Linked DNA regions of Mus musculus: all the other regions are linked to region 1. Evidence: chromatin contacts called from public HiCAR-type and promoter capture Hi-C data. All regions are on one chromosome and are shown on one strand. Each heading gives the region's core, a stretch centred on a gene start, on an enhancer-like site or on the middle of the called end of the contact. The rest is flanking DNA. Distances are from core to core; before and after follow the strand shown.

Region 1 (4,186 bases), core at 120-2,619:
CCAGAGGAGACCAAAGCATGGCAGATTGCTCTGCATCTGAGAATTATTGTCTTTGTTTGTTAAAGATGCTTTCCCAGGAAACCCAAGTTGATCATCTAATTAACGTTGCTGGGAACACAGGAGTGGTCCCAGTGAGAAGTTTGCTTAGATTCCTGGAAAACGATGAAGAACTCGTGTAATCCTGTGGAAAATAGCACATTTAATAGTAGGTGTTTTTTAAAAAAAATGATACACATTTTATGAAAAAGCTTTATGTAATTAAAAATCGTGGGCTTAGTTTTATATACTACTTTCTGTTCAATTAACACTAGGTGTAGGAAGTTTGTGTGGAAGGTATGGGGCTGTACCTGGAGTGGTTTTTTTGTTTGTTTTTGGTGGGTTGTTTTTTGTTTTTGTTTTTGTTTTTTTTTGTTTTTGTTTTTTTTGGTTTTTGTTTCCTTCACAAGTCAGAGATCACTGTGGATGTGACCTGTCTGGGCCTCTTCCTTTGTCAAAGTCCTTTTTGTAGCATCCTGGGACAAGGAAGATCATACACACTGAGAGAACTGCTAAAAGCTGTGACACTGCTTCCAGCCTGTTCCATCTTTCATAGAACAAGTGATGTATCGGACATAATAAAAACTGTACAAGCTTCTTGGTTTGGCGATGAGAGTTGAAGCTGAGAACTTTCAAACAAAGCATTATTAATATGAGCTTCTAAAATCCTGCCATCTCCAATTCTATGAAGCTTATCATAAACTAAACAGTCACATGGCAAAAAAAAAAAAAAAAAAATCCTGTTTCGGAGAGGTGGCAAGCATTACAAGCTTTCAAATACCCTTCCTGCGCTCAGATATTTTTAATTCTTTTCCAGTCAAGTTTCTGCAGCAGGGCCTCACTCCAAGAGCCCCATATAGGAGCAGAAGTCTGAATCAGGTACCCACCCACAACCAAATGAGAGAGAAAGTTTGGTCTGGAAGATTAAAGGGTCTGATGCATGAGACAGGACTGGATGACTTCTTGGTGCGCAGTTCTTTACCTCACAGTCCCATACTAGGAAGCCTGGTCTCCCTAGCGGGCTGTGAGGTCGCAGAGTCCCGGGATCCGCGGTCCCAGCGAAGGAGGAGGCGCAGACACCGCCGCAGCCTTTATAGTTTCTGCTGGGCTCCGCGAATGGAGCATAAAGTCCGACCAATGCCCAAATGCTGATTTTAATCTTGAGTCTGGTCCTCTGGATTGCGGTAGCTGAACCCATCAGAAGCCCAGCCAAGGGGCCGCCCCTCACCTCCTGGAGAGTTAATATGCAAAACAGTTACGTCAGATGTGGGGGCGGGGCACACCGGGGTTGACGGGCAGCCTGGCTTTTGCGGAGGGAGGAGGCGCGAGAATCATCCTGGTTCAGTGACTGAGACAAACTGGACGTGAGCGGAGCTGGTGCTGTCCACAGAGTGTCGGTGCTGAACCCCGGGTGTAAGGGATCGCCTGCTTGGGCACCTGGAGGCAACGCCCACTGGAACCCTATGTGCCCAGTGGGACCCGCTTCACCACAGGACCCAATTTAACTTGACAAAGGAGTGCGACTCGGACGTGGGAGAGACTCCTATGTTTGCAATCTGGGCGCCCACTCAGGCGTGACTTTGGAGATTCTGTAGTTCTAACTCAAAGTATTTGGATTTTTTTTCCAACCTAAGAGGATCTTTTCATCGTTATTATTTTTCTTTTTTCTTTTTTACACTGTGACTCATATTTTCACATCATTTAGAAATCTTTTTGGAGGACTTTTTTGTTTTTTACTTCAAATAAGGTAAGAATAGAATATTGTTATAAATGATTGCAAGTGGGTGAGAAATGCAGGCAGCCGTGAAAAAATTTAAAAATAAGTTATTTTTATTTCTATAATTTGAGACAGGACTTTGGAAATAATTATAAAAATTAATAATTTGATACAATAGAGATGCTCTTCTAATAATACTGAAGACCACGATTATTAAAGTGTTAAGGAAGTTGAGAGCTGTCTGTTTTTGTGAACTTAATGTCATGATACATCTTGCTTTATCAGTGTAAATATTTTAGATGAATACTTGTAGTGTGGCTTGGGTTTGTAACTGTTCAATATCAAGCCCACAAATATGTGTATGGATGTGATAAAAATTTCCAAGTTCTTTAAAATGCATTTAATTTAAAAGCATATTTGAATGACCTACTGTTTGCATAATAAATAATATTTTGTGTGTCTGAAACATGAATTGCAAAGTGCTGAGCTTGTTAACATGGTTTGGAGGGGAGACGGAAGGGATAGGGCTATTTCTGCCAGGCTGGCTTCATTTACATATGTTGTTGTGCAGCGGGTGCAAATAAAACTAGTGAAACTCAGTCTGTGAGGATTTCACACCCAAGGTCCTGTGAATTTCCAAGTTGGGGACTGCTTGTTCTGCTATTTCCTAGTAGATGTCATCTCTCCCCAGCCCGTCAGGTCAGAGGTGAATGCAAATGAGATACTCTGATTTAATAATATAGTATCAGCTTACATTATAGTGTTGACTGCTTAGGTGATTGAGTGAGGCAGGTAAGCTTGGGTTGAGAAGATGTCTTGCTATTTCATCAACCTTTAACCTCTTGCATGCTTAACAGAGAACGTTTTTGACTTAAAAGGTTTCACGTGAAGCTATGTTCCTTTTGTCATTTGGCAGTGTGATCTGAGTGTGTTTTGAAAGGAGAACTTGGTATGGATAAACACCATACAAGACTGCTCATAGTGAGCAAACACTAAATGGTGGAAGTTACTTGGTGTTCCCATAGATAGTGCTATTGTTCACACATGTATTAAACAGATGAGATATGTCTGGGAAATGGTGTGATTCTCCATTCATGGCATTCAGTGACATTAGATGGAGGAGAAAGAGTGCCTAGAAAAAGTCAAAGCTTGTTTCATTACAATTCTTGTGTTAATCGGAATAGGTGAGCTGTAGTGCTGCTTCCTACTTGACTGTCTGAACTCACCAAGCTGTGCACATCATCAAGGTGTAGTAAGTTAAGTTCATGTGTGTTGGATGTTAAAATGTCTTAGGCATTTGCACAATAGTTACATTAGAGTTACTGGGATGAAGTTTAGGTGCATATGGTTTTAAGTCATTCATCTGAGTAGAGGTTTTTTTCATTTTGTTTATATCACAGCTTCTAGGGGAGGGATTGCTACAAGACATGCATATTGCTGCAGATTATCCTGAGCTAAAGTGAATCCTCTTACACTGTTACCTGTTTCTCACTTAACAAATATTCTTTGTAGGATTCATGCTAGTCATTAGTCCATGTGTTTAAATGTTCATACATAAATAAAAATTTGAACAAGTAGACTCATAAAGCAACGTCATTTATCACAACAATAAATAAGACACATGAAGTAAGACATGCCTGGAAGTTTTGATAAATATGACTTTGTTTTATGAAATTGTTTTTCATCACTATTCATCATAAATTTTCTTTTAAAAACTAATCATAGTGAAATAAGTTTTTCACTTTGGAATTTCAAGTGAAATAATGGTTGCTTCCTATTTATTAATCGTGACTCATTCGTGCATACCTTAATCCTACAAGTGGCTTGAAAAGCAGCCACATATGAACTTTACGTTTATTTCAATAATTTTCGGATACCAATGGTTTTTGTTTGCAGGAAGTTTTCTGTACTTGTCCAAATGTAAAGACACAAATATCCAGTGTTCTTATAGATGGAATTTGTTATCAAAATGTGATATTTAAATACAAGTTAAAATATTATTGGCAATTTTAGTATTCTAAACCACTAATAAGTTAATTTAGTGAGACAAAAGTTTGCATTTAAAAGACCTTATTTCAATGGAGAATAAAATACACACTATAAAGCAATAGAATTTCTAGTTTTACAGACAGTGAGAAAACAGGTAAATATGGTAATTCAGTAATTGCTCTTTCGGAAAAAATCATACAGTGAACATTAATTCATTCAAGACAATACAAGAGCTATATTTAAAATCAAACAGTAGATATTAAAATAATAATTTATGTCATTACAGAAACTATAAAAGTGCAACACAGCTCACTTAAAAGTGATGACCTTTGACAGGTGTATAATTATGTCTTCAATATTCTAAAACACATTGAGGTAAAAATAAAATACAAGAAACTTGCTAGGTGAATTTAATTTAGTTTTATAAATATATGATAAACTTCT
Region 2 (4,074 bases), core at 367-2,866, 3.5 Mb after region 1:
TGGCAGCACGTGCTTACTGTAATCTTACACTTGAGAAGCACTAACAGGACGATCAGGTCATCAATTGATCGAAGCTAGCCTGGGCTACATAAAACTGGAAATACAAGATAAAAGAAAATCTTATATAACTATAGGAATGTGTTTGTATGTGTTTTGAATGAATTTTTATGCAATAAAGGAGATGAGATTTAATCAAAATTCATTTCAAATGCGATGCTTCATGTTGGTGTTCCCAGAACTTGAGAAGCTAAGGCAGGAAGATTGTCAAGAGTTTAAAGCCAGCCTGGACTAATGAGACCTTTGTTTGTTTGTTTGTTTGTTTTTAAAAAAAATTCAAAGTCTTACATTCTGAACATAAAGTATCCCTAGAAGGTCTGAATCGGTGTGAGGTGTTCAGTTTTCTGTTTTGTTTTGTTTTGTTTTATAGTGATGAAAACTTAAATGGCAAATAAAATGTTTTCTCAACTAGTAGTGCTGAGAGACAGTACAGGACCCAGGAGAGCATCTTTGGAAACTTACCACTCAAAAGCAGAATAGTATAGGGATGTTACTGAGAGCCAATTGCTTAGCTCAAAATGCAAGACCAGCCGCCACTTAGAGCTGTGGGTCTTGAGCCAGCTTAACACATGCTAATCCAAAGGTATGTGTTCCGAAGATGAACTATTAAATATCTGCCTCTGCTTTGTTAAATTAGAACCCGAGACGTTTCATAAAAAGCATTTCCCTCCCTTTCCACTCATCATGCGGCATCAGCCTTCTAACTGATGAGGAAATTACACACTTTTATTCATCCGCCGGCGAGCTTGTCATACACTGCAAGAAAGAAGCTGCTTTTTTCGTGGCTTCACCCTTTCCAACTTCAAAATACTGTCACATACTCAGTGGGTTGGAGCTGCCTGCAAAATGACAGCTTACAGGCTCTGGGGCAGGGGAGACGCAGGTGACTCTCCCTCCAGAGACCCTGGAAGGTACACACCGGTCCCAGACGTGCTCAGACACGGGGGCATATGGAGAAATTTTGTGGGGCACCTGAGGAAAGAGGGCAGAGGATGGCGCAGGGCTCCCACCTGGGGAGACCTGGAGAGCAAGGAAGGAGGACGGCGCTGAGGTTCCACCCAGAAGGAGCAGTAGAAAAGGGACAGGGCGGTTCGCGGCTCTGAGACCCTGAAAGAAGTGGAAAGAGGAGCCCAACCTGGGAGAACCCGGCGAGGGAGGGAAGAGGATGCTGCTGGGTCCCACCCAGAAAGAGGGGCGAGAGAGGCGTGGGGTCCCACCCGGGAGGACCGGGACAGAGGAGAGTGAGAGACTGGGGTCTTTCCCAGGAGGATCTGGGAAGAAGGGACAGGGTGGCGCGGGGTCCCGCCCAGGAGGAGGGGACAGGGTGGCGCGGGGGTCCGGTCTCCATGCAGCCCGCCTGAGGCCTCCCTCCCGCTCGCACGCGCTCACCTGAAGGCCGGCTCCTCCTTGGGCGGCCGGGCCTGGGCAGACGCTGCGCCGCCGCCCCTTTTGTTGAAGAGCTTCTGGAGCAGGGTCGGGGCCATGGCGTGCACGCGGCGGCCCGGGCGGGCGGCCACGCTCCGGGACCCGACGGCTCAGCGCGCAGCCCACGGCGGCCGCGGCGGGGCCATGGCGACGGGGGCGCGGCCGCCCGGAGGGGCGCGAGCGCGGGACCGCTGCAGCGGACGGAAGGTGCGGCGCCGCGGCCGCCGGCCGGTCATATGACGGAGCCGGCCCGCCCGGCTGACAGCTCGCTCCCGCGGGAGGAGGAGCGCGGAGAGGGCAGCACGAGGGAGAGGGAGGAGCACGGGAAGAAGAGGAGGGAGAGCATGAGGGAGGGGAGGAGCACGAGGATGGCAGGGAGGGGGGTGCACGAGCGAGGGGGAGGAGCGCCGGGAGGAGGGAGGAGGAGCGTCAGAAGGCAGCACGAGGGACTGGGAGGAGCAAGAGGGACTGGGAGGAGCGCAGGCGATGAAGAGTGGAACGTGTTGGGAGGAATACAAGGGAGTGGGAGAGAGGAGTGGGCGATGGAGGAGGAGCGCCAGGGAAGCGGAGAGTGGAGCCGGGAGAGGCTCGTAGGGAGGAGTGGGGCGGGGCGTGTGGGGGGAGGGGGAGGAGCATAGAGGCCTAACGTCTCCATTGGCCAGCTTTACCCGCCCTGCGCCGACATCACTAGGGGTACGCCCGGAGTTATCACTCGCCGGGCTCTTACTGGGGCTAGAGAGTTGGGCGGGGTGCACGAGTCTTCACACACTTGACCTACTGAGCTCCAGAGCACAACTATGGAGGTTTTTGTTCTTTGGAAAGAAAAGCCCTTGAACTTGGTCCTCATTTTATCGGGTCCAGGACTCCCTAGCAGAAAACGTGGCCTGAGCTGGAGAAGCAACTTTAGTGCCTGACGTTGCTGCTGGGGATTCTGGCCCCTGCTGCATTTGAGGTCCCAGCAAGCAACTGCCGGAACCAGAGTAAATCAGCAGGCTCAATTTTGAATTTACAAACAGTTTATTCAGGTCACCGGGTTTTGTTTTGGTTTTTTTTGTTTTTTGGGGTTTTTTTGGGTTTTTTGGTGTGTTGGTTCCCACTGGTACATAAGTCACACAAAAGCTGTGCATGTACTAAGCCCATATGTGCGTGCGTTAAGCCCACATATACACACAAATGATTGCTTTCCTAGTTCGTGTTCACATTGGGCACATAAAAAAAAAAAAAAAAAACTCAATAGATTCTTTGATTTAGGGAAGCTGAGTGTGTGCTTAGACTCATTTGCCTGTGCTTTCACGCCTCAGACCCCCTGAGAATTTATTGTGCTGTGGTGCAAGACGTTAAAGAACCTGCGGTTATGAAGAGTCTGACCACATTCAAAACAGTTTATTAATCTGTTTTGCGGCCTAGAGCTCTAACGTGGTTCAGATGGTAGGTAGTAGAGCTAGAGTTAGTTACTTTTGAGTTCCACTCTGACTCCAGCAAATTTGAGGACGGTGAACAAATGACCCACCAAGATTTCTTAGACTTGATCAAAGGAAAGTTAAGGATGGAGAAACATGGCTCAGCAGTTACAAACATAAGCTGCGTTTGCACGGGACTGGAGATCTCTTCCCAGCAAGTGGATCAGAAAGCTCACAACCAAGTCCAACTCCAGGTCAGAAGTCGTCCTCCCCCTTTTGGTGCCCAAGGGCACTGCACTCAGAGGCACAAAGTTACACAATGCGCGCGCATGCACACACACACACACACACACACACACACACAGAGAGAGAGAGAGAGCGCTAAAAAGCAAAACAAGCAAACAAAAAAAGAGGACATTTAGACGTTTAAAAGCAAACATATTTCACAAATATAAGTAATCAAAAGAGGGGGTGGGGCATAGCTCTAATCTGCTCAAGGCCCCCAATCCAGAGGTTGCTTCCTGGTTTCTTAGTCCGGGTCTCTAGCACTGCCACATGGCTCTGTATGTGAAGAGGAACAGGGATATTGTGAATGCTTAGAGATGACAGGATAACAATGAAATGAAATGAAAACTGGGACTTGTGAGGGCTGTCTTCCACAAGCCGATCTATCAGTTCCTGTGACTTGTTTCCATATATGCATGCTCTGTAGTCTGTTTTAGTTTGATTTCTGTTATATTATCATAAATACTGCTTGTGACCTGCTGAAACCTGGTTCTCCTTCCTGAAGAAGCTAGAAGAAAAGCAGTTAGGAGTCGTTTCTTCCCTCCTAACTGAGATATAATTATTAATATTTAATATCTGGATATAATGTTACCACTATCTTGATAGAAGCTTGAAGATGAAACCAGGACAAGACATGGTGAAGACAGAGCCTTTAAGAGAATTTCATTTTTAAAAAATTTTTCTCTATTGCTTATCATATCATGAAGAAATTTGTATTTCAACTCCTAGTCTGCCAGAGAAAATACTCAACACCAATGATCTCATTCCAGTTTTGTTGTTGTTGGGGATTTAACCTAGGGCAAACTACTCTGTTCTCATGTGATTTGTGTGATATATATATATATATATATATATACATATATATATATATATATATATTAGATAAGTATAGTGTATATGTGTGTGT
Region 3 (4,252 bases), core at 395-2,894, 3.5 Mb after region 1:
GGCTGGTTAATTTTTTTCCTGGGCTGGTTTATTTATTTATTTTTTAAAGGTAAGGTCTCGTTCTGTAGTACTGACTAACCTGGGACTATCCATCTTCCTGTTTCTACCTCATAAGTGCCACCTGGCCAGTCTTAACAATGTTTTACCTCCTTTTTTGTCTTTTTGGAGTGAGTGCCTCTTTACTTAGCCCAGGCTAACTTGAACTTTGGATTCTCCTGGCATGGAATCAACTACTGGCATAACAGGCCTATGCCAAAGCTACTCGTCCTAAATGTACTTTCTTATTCTTTTTTAAAAATTGCATATTTTCTTTATGTACACTTCAAAATGTTATCCCCTTTCCTGGCTTCTCACTCCCAGAAACTCCCTATCCCACCCCCTCCCCCTGCTTCTATGAGGGTGTTCCTCCACCCACCACTCACTCCCACCCTCAATTCCCCTACATTGGGGCATCTATCCAGCCTTCATAGGATCAAGAACCTCTCCTCCCATTGTTGCCTGACAAGGGCATTCTCTGCTATACATGTAGCCGGAGCTATGTGTACTCCTTGGTTGGTGGCTTAGTGCCTGAGAACTCTGTTGGTTGATATTGTTGTTCTTCCTATGGGGTTGCAAACCCCTTCAGCTCCTTCAATTCTTTCCTTAACTCCTCAATTGGGACCCCCAACCCCCTCAGTCCAATGGTTGACTGTGAGCATCCGCCTCTGTATTTGTAAGGCTCTGGCAGGGCCTCTATATACAGCTATATCAGGCTCCTGTCAGCAAGCATTTCTTGGCATCTACAATAGTGTCAGGATTTGGTGACTGTATATGGGATGAATCCTCAGGTGGGACAGTCTCTGGATGGCCACTTTTTAAATTCTTACTGGCATAGCTCAGGCTGGCCTGGAACTCACATAGATCGTCCTGCTTCTACCTCCTCAGTACTGAATAACCACATTCAACTTTAAGTTGTGTATTTTACACCAAGCCCATTAGAAAAAAAAAAAAAAGACAGACTATTATAGGATATCTAGTTTTAACAGAAGTCAAATAAATCCTCTTTTAGATTCTCAACATCAGCGCATTTGGAGCCTTTGCTTTAGACTGGGTCACTTACAACTTAACGGCCAAATGACAATAACATGGCAATAGTAACTGGACATCTGTTATTTATTAGAAGCCACATGTTTATGTCAGGCATTCTGATAAGTAATTTATGTCTTTAATTTCCAAAACGCCTTCCCTAGGTAGGTAGGCATTAAGAAAAAGAAGGCACCAATTAATTTATGTATGTGCGCTTCTGTGTGCATGCTACGACATACTCGTGGAGATCAGATGGCAACTGGGTGATAACATTCTTTCCTTTCACCTTACGGATCCTGGGGATCAGACTCAGGTCGTGCCGCCTAGCCACCATGTCTGCTCAGAGGAGGCATTTTTATCCCCATTTTACAGACGAGTAAACTAAGTTTCGTTGTAGTTACTGGCATTTCGTGGCAGAGTCGAGGCTAGGATGGTTTCCAAATTCTCCACCCAGCGATGCAGCAAACACCAGGGAACGGCGCACACACTAAAAAGAAACCGACGGCCACTACAGCCACCTAAAGAGAAGCATTAGGGGCCAGGCGCAGAAACCGGAAGGTGAAGGCGCCACCGGAAACCAGAGTACAGCTTCCGGCGGTGCGCAGGAAGTAACTCTTCCGCGCGTTGCCAGGTTATAACGTAGAGGGGCAGTAGAGTTTGCTCCGGTCTCGCGCACGAGGTGCTCGTGTCCCGCTGCCCAGTGCCCGCAGTGAAGATGTCCCACGCATCCCCGGCAGCCAAGCCCTCCAACTCCAAGAACCCGCGAGTCTTCTTTGACGTGGACATCGGCGGGGAGCGAGGTGAGCGGCGCGAACGGCTCAGCGGTTCCCTCGCCCGGGGCCTCCCTGCTGCGGTTCTCCTTGGCCCGCTGGCTGTTCGGCGGCTCGGGGCCTGGGATCCGGAGGGGGATAGCAGCCTAGGTCCCAGACGGAGCGAGCCCTGGCCTCCACGAGTCCAGATTGCGCCCTCTCCCTTCCGGTGGAAGTTTCTGGAAATTTCTACTTCTACTTTAGGGATCGTGGCGTCCCTATCGTTTGTCTCTTTTTGATCGCACTTCCCTGCAACCTTTGCATCACTACTTACTATAAAGTGAAATGATTTGACGAGTAGTGGTGGATAGTTCGGTATGCTTCCTGGATATGTGCCTGGGGGGCTCAAGACACGCCACGTGCCTCTTGGTACACGAACTACATTGGGAGCTACCAGATCATTTTCAAATTAGAGTGACTTTCGTGCTTAGTGCTTTTTCCTTATTACTGATTATAGTAGCAGTTTAAGTAGGCGATCGTTTGTGCTGTTTTGGCATCATGGAATTGAGCACTATGTCTGTATGGTTACCTAGGATTCAGAGCTAAGAAGCCCTAAGCCAGTGGCTTAACCGGTGGGTGGAGGAAACTCCTTGGAGGGTGGGTTGTTAAACGACCATTTCACCGAGTTGCATATCAGATATTTTCATTACTAATCGTAACAGTAGCAAACTTACAGTTATGATGAGGAACTATATTAAAGGGTGGAAGCATTAAGAAGGTTGAGAAACACTGTCATAAGCCCTCGTGTTGCTTTGTAACTCAATTGGGCTTTTCTGAAGCATGTTAGAGTTGTAGGCCAGACCTGCTGGGATGGGTACACACACGGGTATATATGCATTCACTTTGTTTTGTAACAGATTTTATTGTTAACTGTCTCTTGGATTCTTGAGAAGGGAACTGTTTCAGAGGTTACAAAAGGCAGTTTCCATAGAACACAGAGTGGACTATGTCTTCTGTTAGTTACTTAGCGATTAGAAATTCTGAGTGCAGGGCCCCTGAGATAGGTCAGCAGGTAAAGGTGTCTGCCACCAACCCTGAATCCCAGCGATTGTCCCATGATCTCCACACTACATGCCTCAGCCTCACACATAAAATAAAATTTTTTTAAAAATATTTTTTAAGGATTTATTTATGATTATATCTAAGTACACTGTAGCTGTCTTCAGATGCCTTCAGAAGAGGACATCAGATCTCATTTCAGATGGTTGTGAGCCACCATGTGGTTGCTGGGGTTTGAACTCAGGACCTTCGGAAGAGCAGTCAGTGCTCTTAACCACTGAGCCATCTCTCCAGCCCAGAATAAAAAAATTTAAAAGTCTGAATATTATTTAAGTGATTTAGGGTTTTAAATCCTTTGTACATTAAACCATGTTGTGCTTCCTAGGCAGCTAATCGCCTGGATGCTGTAATTAGTTATAATCTTGTGTTGTTTCAAGTTTAGATCTACGAAGCTTTCCTTAGACTAAATAGGAATCGTAGAAAAATGACAATGAGATGACAGTGACACGGATCTGACAGTTCCGTGTTTGGGCTTATTTTCAAGGGAGATGAAGTTTGTATGCATACCCGAGGCACTGCAGCGTTATTCACAGTAGCCAACACACACAGCACCAATCTAGTGTCTGTCAAAGCATGAGAACATACACCGTGCTGTATACACAGTAGAATATAACACTGGCCTTTAAAAGAGGGAAATCTTATTTATAACTTTGTAGTTAACTCTAGAGGATAGTATGGTGCATGAAATAACCTACAATAGGCTCTCACGTTTGTGGACTCTTTAAAAAGTTGAACTTAGAGAAGTAGCATGATAGGTACCATAGCCTGGGAAGATGGCAGTTAAAGGATGCACAATTTCATTTAAAGAGTGGTAAGCGCAGAAGATCTGTCCACAGCATTGTGACTCCAGTTAGTGACGTGGTTAAAGAGAACTGAATGACACGTTGGATGAGGTGTTAGCCACTGGTTGTGTAATTCGTTATCTCCGTTTGGTTTGCCTGTTCAGTTTGCACACTGACAAGATGTCCTTTTCTTTTCCTTCAGTTGGCCGAATTGTTTTAGAATTGTTTGCAGATATTGTTCCCAAAACTGCAGAAAATTTTCGTGCGTTGTGTACAGGAGAAAAAGGAACTGGGTCCACGACCGGGAAGCCTCTCCATTTTAAAGGATGCCCTTTCCACCGAAGTACGTATACAAACTTCCTCTGTCCAAATAGCTTGATATGTATATTAGTCCTGCTCTTAAGAAGGGACGGCGAGTGTTAATTTCTTTTTTTCTTTTTTTGAGACAGGGTTTCTCTGTAGCCCTGGCTGTCCTGGAACTCACTTTGTCCACCAGGCTGGGATTAAACTCAGAAGTCCGCCTGCCTCTGCCCCCCA

The links. Promoter capture Hi-C pulls out the DNA fragments that hold promoters and counts their contacts. HiCAR-type assays count read pairs that join an accessible place to other places.
Region 2: a HiCAR-type map of astrocytes shows a contact between it and region 1, with 2.7 times the contacts expected there. The contact joins the promoter of Fnip2 here to the promoter of Fstl5 in region 1. A contact is called at or near these places in 3 of 39 promoter capture datasets (cranial neural crest, frontonasal cranial neural crest and pre-B cells) and 1 of 115 datasets of contacts at active chromatin or transcription factors (astrocytes).
Region 3: a contact with region 1 is called in a promoter capture Hi-C map of hippocampal neurons, with 4 times the contacts expected there. The contact joins the promoter of Ppid here to the promoter of Fstl5 in region 1. A contact is called at or near these places in 3 of 39 promoter capture datasets (cranial neural crest, hippocampal neurons and pre-B cells).

Annotation. Positions count from the first base shown.
Region 1 is chr3:76,073,192-76,077,377 of GRCm38.p6, forward strand. Fstl5 (follistatin-like 5) reads left to right here and starts at 1,370. Exons shown (of 16, transcript NM_178673.4): 1 at 1,370-1,783.
Region 2 is chr3:79,566,063-79,570,136 of GRCm38.p6, forward strand. It overlaps Fnip2 (folliculin interacting protein 2), which reads right to left and starts at 1,617. Exons shown (of 17, transcript NM_001162999.2): 1 at 1,447-1,617. The coding sequence starts at 1,541. It overlaps 4930589L23Rik (RIKEN cDNA 4930589L23 gene), which reads left to right and starts at 2,130. Exons shown (of 2, transcript NR_152118.1): 1 at 2,130-3,136.
Region 3 is chr3:79,589,693-79,593,944 of GRCm38.p6, forward strand. It overlaps Ppid (peptidylprolyl isomerase D (cyclophilin D)), which reads left to right and starts at 1,645. Exons shown (of 10, transcript NM_026352.4): 1 at 1,645-1,865; 2 at 3,918-4,058. The coding sequence starts at 1,781.